Regions from separate parts of the Gossypium hirsutum genome. Here regions 1 and 2 are each linked to region 3. A link is a contact called in public Hi-C data. All regions are on one chromosome and are shown on one strand. The core of a region is the stretch at or near the end of the contact, and the rest is flanking DNA. Distances in the headings are between cores, read along the strand shown. Region 1 holds the start of LOC121210229. Region 2 holds the start of LOC121210213 (violaxanthin de-epoxidase, chloroplastic). Region 3 has its middle 8.9 kb from the start of LOC107955336.

Region 1 (2,700 bases), core at 103-2,602, 200 kb after region 3:
AGCATGATACTTAATGCCCCTGTCACTTTGGAATTTTTTAATACACTTCCCGAACTGAGTGAGAACCATTTTTTGAAACTGAAGAAAATATTCAACCGTTTGATATTTTCTTTTAATGAGATAAATCCAAGTAAATCGGCTGCACATGTCAATAAACGAAACATAGTACAAACTACTCACACAAGCAACAGATGTCGGTCCCCACAAATCAGAGATTATTCAGAAGTAAATTGAGCAAAGGGTAATTTATATGATTTCTTTTTCTGATAGGCAACACAAATATTATCTAGATTTTTCCTATTATAAGCAATGTGACACTTATCAAGAACAATTTTAACAGTTGAGGTAGAAGGATGTCCAAGTCTTTTATGCCACAATGTAAAAACATCATTATCTGAAGAACTATCGTAAACCCTGGTGTTGTGAATAGCAGGTACTATATCAAATAGAACCGACAGATCAGCCGAAAATTGATAAAGACCATCACGAGCTTGTCCCGTAGAAAAATTTCCTATGTTTGGGCATCCTTAATAACATAATAAGACGGATAAAATTGAAAAAAAATTATTGTCATGAGCAAACTGAGAAACAGACAAAAGATTCTTTCAGATACTCGATACACATAAGACATTAGAAAGATATAATAATTTCTTCTTCGTGGGCAAGACAGAATTTCCAATATATGAGATTTTAGTGGGAATGCCGTTACCCATTAAAATAGAAGAATTACTTGAGTATGGGGTAGACTCATTCAAACCAGTAGTATTCTGAAAAACACGGTGTATAGCCCCTGAATCCCGATACTATGATGAATTTCCAACGGGAAGGGGAACATATGAATCATCAAAATTAGAACCGTACTTAGTGGAATTAGCATTGGATCCGGAAGTAGCCAAATAGTTGGACAGATTAAAACCGGTAATACGAGGTAACCTAATACACTGCGAAGAATCAAAATCAATTACACGTGCCATTGGTTTAGTCTTCTGCGGAACACCGGACCCACCATTTGGTAAAGAAGATGTGTAGCTTTCAAGGCCAACATTATTAATATTCGGCCCACTAGAAGGTTGACCACCATTATTGTTCGGCCCATGTTCAGGCTAACCATTAGTGGCATGCTACGCAGCAAATTTCAACCCACCAGAGGACAATCCACCAAGATCATTGGGCCCGTAGTGCGGTCTACTGCAGGTGACGCATGAGAAAGACCAACAGATGGAGCACAGGAATGGGCATAAGTAGCAGACGCTGGCCTAAAATTGTACCCCAATTCACGCAGTACGCTAGCGCCATGTGGACCAGGCAGATGTGAGCCACCACCAGGCCTGCTTATGCGGCCTGCATCAGAGAAATAATTAGGGCCTGCGTCCACAAAATTAGGGTTAAAGGGATTATAATCCCAAACATGCAGCAGACCATTGAAATAAGATTGCTGTGACGGCCACCTTCCCTAAGAGTCTGAAAATGGCGCCGATGAATGTTTCGTTGGGCTACCAAACTGTTTAGGAGCACCATTAGACCAAGCAAACTTTTCACTTCGAAAATGTTGGCCATCATCAAAGGAGAAACGTCCCATGGGTGAAGGAGATAGGCCGTCGTAGTCTCGATTATAACAGTAGTAGCATCGTTGAGCTAGATGACCGGAGCGACTGCAAATTTGGCATTGAACCCGTGGCCGAAAGCCACACCCACGAGAACTAGATGAAGGACGGCCGTCGTCATGAGTAGGATCGGCCACCGTCGTGTTCAATGGTACCTCAACGATATTTTGAAACAAAAGTGGCTCAGAGGAGAAAGACGCCAGCGTTATCAGAGCGTCAAAGTCTGATGAAAGTCCGGTGAGAATAACCTCCACCTTTTTGGCCTCCGAGACGATAGATCTAGACGCCTCCAATAGAGCGCAGATATTTTGTATCTTGGCAATGTATTCTTTTACTGTTAATGCTCATTTAATTTCTTAATTCTTGATTCTTGAGAGCTTCGCACCAGTCGCAGCAGCAAAAATCGATTAGCAGTGCTCCATATATCACAAGCTGTTTTGGCAGAGATAAAATATGACAGTAACGATGTGCTAACGGTAGAAAGTAACCATGATGCAAGTAACTTATCTTGCTGGGTGACGAAAGATGCATCTGGATTTGGAATCAGAGTTCCATTTGGAGAGGTCACAAAACGAGCCGGAATAGGTAACGTACCATCTAGAAACCCTTGCAATTTATGGCCTTCTATGATCAACCTTACATGCTGTTGTCACTGCACATAATTTCCATCATCTAACTTCACTGTATCGTGACGAGGGATTGGACCAGACGAGAACCAAAAAAAGAACCAGCGGAAGTAGATTCGGTGGAATTTGCCATGGATTCAGTAGAGAGAAGGAGGCCCTAGGAAGTTGGCGACTAATACCATGTAAAATACTATACTAAACCAAAGAACAATTTGACAAAAATTGAATTTACTTAGAAATTTGCTTAGTATTCATATCTGCCTTCATCAATTACACATATGATGTTTATATATTTGAAAATGAATAACTACTCTAACCAATTATACACCAGACTCAGTAACTGATTGATAACAAACTAACAGTCCCTAATCTCTTTACTCTAATATGGATCAAAACAGTTTTCTGATTTTAACAAATGGAACAGCTCATAACTTTGCTTCATGCTAAGTGTTTTGAACATTCTTATTTCG
Region 2 (2,700 bases), core at 190-2,689, 180 kb after region 3:
AACTTGACAGTTAATGGAATGAGGATAATTGCAGAGGCTGCTATGGGTTCTTATACACACCAAAAAAAGAAGAAGTAATAATTGGAGTTGAAAATGTGACGTTTGCGGTGACGCCCCGCTCAATTGAAAATGCTTTTTAAGTTAAAATAGTCTGTACATATATATATATACACGAAAGGTTTCGAAGATTGGATTATGCATTTCATTCATCCCCTGGCATTTGTGAAAAGTACGAGGATACGACGATTCACAAGTTTGTAGCCAAGTTTAGTGATAATCGCGTGTATCCTCTATTATTTCTTCATTCTTAAAATATTTATCATATAAAAATGTAAAATTAAAATAATTTTACACAAATATATTAATAGAGATAATACATATAAAATAGAGAATTTGATTGTGCAACAATATTTATTATTATGAACCTTACCAATGGACAAGTTATGGGATTAGAATCTTTAAGAGGCTGCTATGGTTTTCTTTTTATAATACACAATTGGAATTGAGAATTGACGTTTGCGATGATGCAGCCGCCGGGCAATGCCTTCTGTAAAGTGGGTGATGCTGAAATACACACAATCCAATCTGATTCAGAATTGGTGAAATTCAATGTTATTACTAACTTCAAACTTTATATTTTTAAATTACAACATAATCCACACCAAACCACTGCTCACTTAAGTACACAACTTTCTAATTCACTTCAATTTCAAATTTTATAAATTATAGGGATTAAATTTGATAAAATTAGGACATAAATACTAAATTTACAATCTAAGGATAGTGCAGGGACTAATAACAGAATTTAACTTCTCTGAATTAATATTTCGAGGGTAAAACACTTCTCTAGTCTCTCTTAATTTTGAAACTGTCAATTAGTCTCTCTTTCGTCAATTGTGTATAATTTTGATATAGTAACAATTTTATCCCTCAATGTTTACATATATATATATTTTTAATTTGAGTTTGATTTTAAAAAATTCAACAAATTTAATCTCAAACATTTACATATTTGCAAAAATATTGTGGGTTAAATTTATTAACCCACAATATATATATTTTGATATAGTAACAAATTTATCCCTCAATGTTTACATATATATATATTTTTAATTTGAGTTTGATTTTAAAAAATTCAACAAATTTAATCTCAAACATTTACATATTTGCAAAAATATTGTGGGTTAAATTTATTAAATTATGATCAAATTGATAGAATGTGTAAATTATCAGAGCTAAATTTGTTATTATACTAGTCAAATTCATGTAAAATTGTTTAAAAATATTATTGCTTTTATTAATTGTCCTTAGTTGCTTACTTTCAAAATTTACAGGATTAAATTATTTTCATCTTTTTTTTCGAGGGATCAATTTGTTTAATATTAAAATTAAGAGGACCGGAGCGTATGTTAACATATCCTTCAACAGAAACACGCCACGTATTGAAACGCCGGTTCTAGCAAGTTGGAAAAGGCGGGCGGGTTCTACACTCCTCTAACAACCAACCACCATTTTCAATCCTACTTAGTTTAGCGTTCCAAGTAACTCTCCCTCCCACTCTTACCTTTCAAGCCCGTAAAGTCATGAGCTTGGTTCTGGAACCTCCGCCTCCACCTCTATCCAAATCCAAAACCGGTGCTCCGCTCAAACGCTGCTTCACCTCCATCCGCACCGCGTTATCTCCGCCAAACCATCGATTCAGAGCCTCTCGTTTTCCACTTCATCCGACTTCCAGCTCTAGACCAACTGTTACTGTGGTTCTAAAGACGGAGAAGGAAAAAAATGCGGTGACGGAGCAAAAAGACCCGCCGGTAAGGATTGTGGCAGTGGTCGGCCAAGGAAGCGTCAGCCCATTAAAATGCACCCCCTGGGAGGAGGTTATGATGCACACCGTAAGTGTTACTATTTTTTACTTGATATTTTCTTCAAATTCATTTTTTTTTCGTTCTCATTTTACTTTTTGTTTAAGATTTTGAAAGTTATTTGGAAAATCTTTTTTTTCATATAGATTTAAAATTTCGACAAAAAAATAAAGAAAAAAAGAGTCTATGATTTTACAATTTTACTAACATTGATAGTAAATTAATTTAGTGTAGCAAAACTTGCAATTGAACCTAAAAAGCTATCAGTTTATTTTGTAGTGTTGCATTTACATTAATGGACTTTTTTATTGAGCAACTGGAATTTTGATAGTGCTATTTTGGGAATTATATATGGTTTCTTGATTGTTTATGCTACTGATCAGGCAAAAAGATTGAAATGGGTGGATGAAGGATATGAAATGGTTGTTTTCCCTGACAATTTCCATCAATCTAATGATCAAACAGCCATGGATCTGCAAAAGGAATTGGCTTGTGCAGATATTTTGCTAGTTGTAGCTGTTACTAATCAAGACTCGGTGAAATGGATTGGGACAAATAGCGGAAACATCCCTAACGTAATCTGCTTTGAATCCGATCCGGGTTTGGTTAACAAATTAGGAGGCTCTTATGTCCACAGTGAAATGAAAGGAAGTATCTTTGACAAATTGGTGGGAATTTCTCAACTGAAGAAAACAGATGAAACAAAGGAAGTTGTGCAAACCGTATCGGAGGCATGGGACCGGTGTAATTCTGACGATATAAGGTTCTGTTTGTTGGTTATTATCAATGCTTATATTCAGCCAGTCCCGGTCTTGAAGAACTTGAGATCAAAGGGCTT
Region 3 (2,700 bases), core at 197-2,696:
ACTTTTTTTCCTTATTCTATTACAACATCTATTTCATTCAACCAAACACAAAAAAATATTACAATTTTATTCCATTCAATTTAACCAAACAATTAAATTATTAATTACAGTTCTATTTTATTACTTATCTATTCTATTCCTCCAATCAAACTTGTTGTAAATCTTTTCATCATTTCTCTAATTATATAAACATGTCTAGGGATGAGAGTGAAGTTGAGGACCCATCTTCAATACTTGAAAGTGCAAATTTTATTTATGAAAACAATTCAACCGGCATTTGTGTGTCTCAAATTTTTAATTTATTAAAATTTACAATATGAAAATTTAAATTTGTGTGATTTAAGTGTGAAATAAATAATATAACTAAAAATATCCTTTCATTTATTAAATAACCCATTATAATTTTTTTTAAAAAAAATTGCTTCATTTATATCTAATGTTATTTTATATTCTTAGTGAGGGGACAATTTGAGATTAATCCACTATGGTAAAAATAGTATAGTTAACTTCAACAGAGAGTTTCATCAAATTAATAAGAGTATATAAAACTCCATCCATTTATAAAATTGGATTAAAAGTTAGTATATCTATTAGGTTATTTTTCAAAAACAATTAATACATAAAATATTGTATTTTTTATTTATTTATGATTTATCATTTAGCTAGATGAGGTTGAAGTATTCTTATATTATAGACACATGATTAAATTAATTTTTTTATTATTAAAATGTAATAGAAATATATATATATTGATAATTGTGAGAGAGAAATAAAGTTTTTTTAGATTAACCCAAACTCCCATGTTTACAACATATTATTCTTGCCATTGGACCTAAAGATTGTTGGTAACAAAGTTAACATTTACCATATGAAAAATTGTATTGAAAATAATTATTTTTTCAACTGCAATTCAATTCCAAACAAAAGATTTCATTTATAGAACTATATTATATAATCTTTACAAGTATTAACTCTGTTAAACAATAAATGGTATTTTTAAAACAGTAAAGGTTAACTTTATTATAATTTGACCTTATTTGATTCTTTTTTAATAATGCAAAAATTAAATTGACCCATTAAATAATAGAGAAACTAATTTGATCATATATTTACGATAGATGTATTTGCCAATGATTAAATGGCTACACTTAACTAAGTACAGTGAGGTGATTTTGTATATATATGAGGCGATGAATATGCATGAAAAGACGGTAGAGAAAAAAAAATTGTTATTAGTGCCTGTGAGTACATGGCATTGTTGATAAACAAGGAGGTTTTAGAGTTGGAATCACATCTTTTGTAATTGTGGTGTGTAGGTGAAGATTTTTTGATCGAATTAGTTGGATCTTTTACGGTACTTTATCTATGATGTATAGTATTGGTTTGTAATTGTATCCTATTGTATTAGTGAAATGTGTCTACATTTTTGTTGATATAACCCAAGGACATTTGACTTTGGGCTTTTTTGAAGTAGACCTAATGTTGTTGCTGAAATGGTTGCATAGCTTTGGGCATGGGCTTCGAGTTGATCACAAATGGGTCCAATGTCCCTAAAAAGTGGTTTGCCAACTTTTTTATTGAACAAAATAATCAATCATTAATCAATAGGAATCAAAGGTGGGGTTGTAGTATTAGATTCAATCTGTCACTAACTATACGACTTTATCATTAATTATAATAATTATTTATGTATCTAATTTAGTGAAAGAAATTTAATATAAAGCTTAAATGTTCAAATCTTACAATTAAAAAAGCAAATAAATTTAAAATTCTGTGTACTACCCAGTTTAAATATCCATTTAATTGTGTAATATTTGAAAATTTAATTTTATATTACATGGGGAGTAAATAATGTATTGATTCTGATTATAATTATGATAGGAAGTATTTTGATTTTTAGTATGTTTGTGTTTTATATTTATTTGAATATATTTTGTAGTTACTCAAACACATATTTATTTTGGTATAATCATAAAAGTGTTCTCATTCAGTATTAAATTCAAGTAAAGTTCTTTCAATAATGTCGATTTCAAGATTCCTAACTTAGTTATTCGAGCATATATTTATTTTGGTATAATTACAAAAATATCCTCATTCATTTGAGTATTTAAGTAATGTCAATTTTAAAATTTGAAATTTAAAAGAACATATTTATTAGGATTATATTATACTCGTACTTTAAAGCATTACTTTCAACAACTTTTGCAATCTTTTCTTTCTAGAAAAAAACCCCTCCACATACTAAATTAAATTACACTTTTCACTCTAATACACTTAATTATTTATACATTTTAACCTAACTGAAGGTGTCCAAATTTACTGTGGAAAGTCAGGCTTAAATAAAAATTTGGTCTTGTAATTATAACATTTTTTTCGTTGAAAAACTTAAAATCTTTTAGGATCAAAACTGATACCCAAATTATGATTGCATTATAGTAATCACCTCAAACATTTGATTTGTTAAGAAAAATTCCCTTACTCAATAATATTATGCCACCTGAACTGTTTTTTAAATTTAAAAAAAGGTTAATTTTTTTTTTTAAATTTTCATTTGTTCTTTAGCCCATGGTTGTCAGAACTAGATTAAATTAATCGATTGAACAATAAGTAGATGGCCTAATCAATTCAACCGATACCATAAAAATCGAAGGAGAATAAAACTAGTGTAAAATCAGTTGAACCAATTAAAAAACCATTTGA

The links. Hi-C and Micro-C count contacts between places; a contact is called where the count stands out from the background.
Region 1: a Hi-C map of leaf shows a contact between it and region 3, with 1.7 times the contacts expected there. The contact joins the promoter of LOC121210229 here to the enhancer-like site in region 3. A contact is called at or near these places in 3 of 34 Hi-C or Micro-C datasets (all in leaf).
Region 2: a Hi-C map of leaf shows a contact between it and region 3, with 3 times the contacts expected there. The contact joins the promoter of LOC121210213 here to the enhancer-like site in region 3. A contact is called at or near these places in 7 of 34 Hi-C or Micro-C datasets (callus, leaf and petal).

The regions. Positions count from the first base shown.
Region 1 is chrA02:100,103,529-100,106,228 of Gossypium_hirsutum_v2.1, forward strand. LOC121210229 reads left to right here and starts at 1,353. Exons shown (of 3, transcript XM_041082324.1): 1 at 1,353-1,841; 2 at 1,993-2,189; 3 at 2,313-2,562. The coding sequence starts at 1,753. The coding sequence ends at 2,344.
Region 2 is chrA02:100,083,216-100,085,915 of Gossypium_hirsutum_v2.1, forward strand. LOC121210213 (violaxanthin de-epoxidase, chloroplastic) reads left to right here and starts at 1,440. Exons shown (of 3, transcript XM_041082323.1): 1 at 1,440-1,892; 2 at 2,246-2,700. The coding sequence starts at 1,584. It also overlaps the pseudogene LOC121210197.
Region 3 is chrA02:99,905,630-99,908,329 of Gossypium_hirsutum_v2.1, forward strand. No RefSeq gene overlaps it. Among protein-coding and RNA genes, the nearest start is that of LOC107955336, 8.9 kb to the left of the region's middle. Within about 2 kb of position 1,447, at least 2 of the 9 cell types and tissues checked have an H3K27ac peak or open chromatin away from gene starts, as enhancers often do. A contact at or near this core is called in leaf, where this site is marked.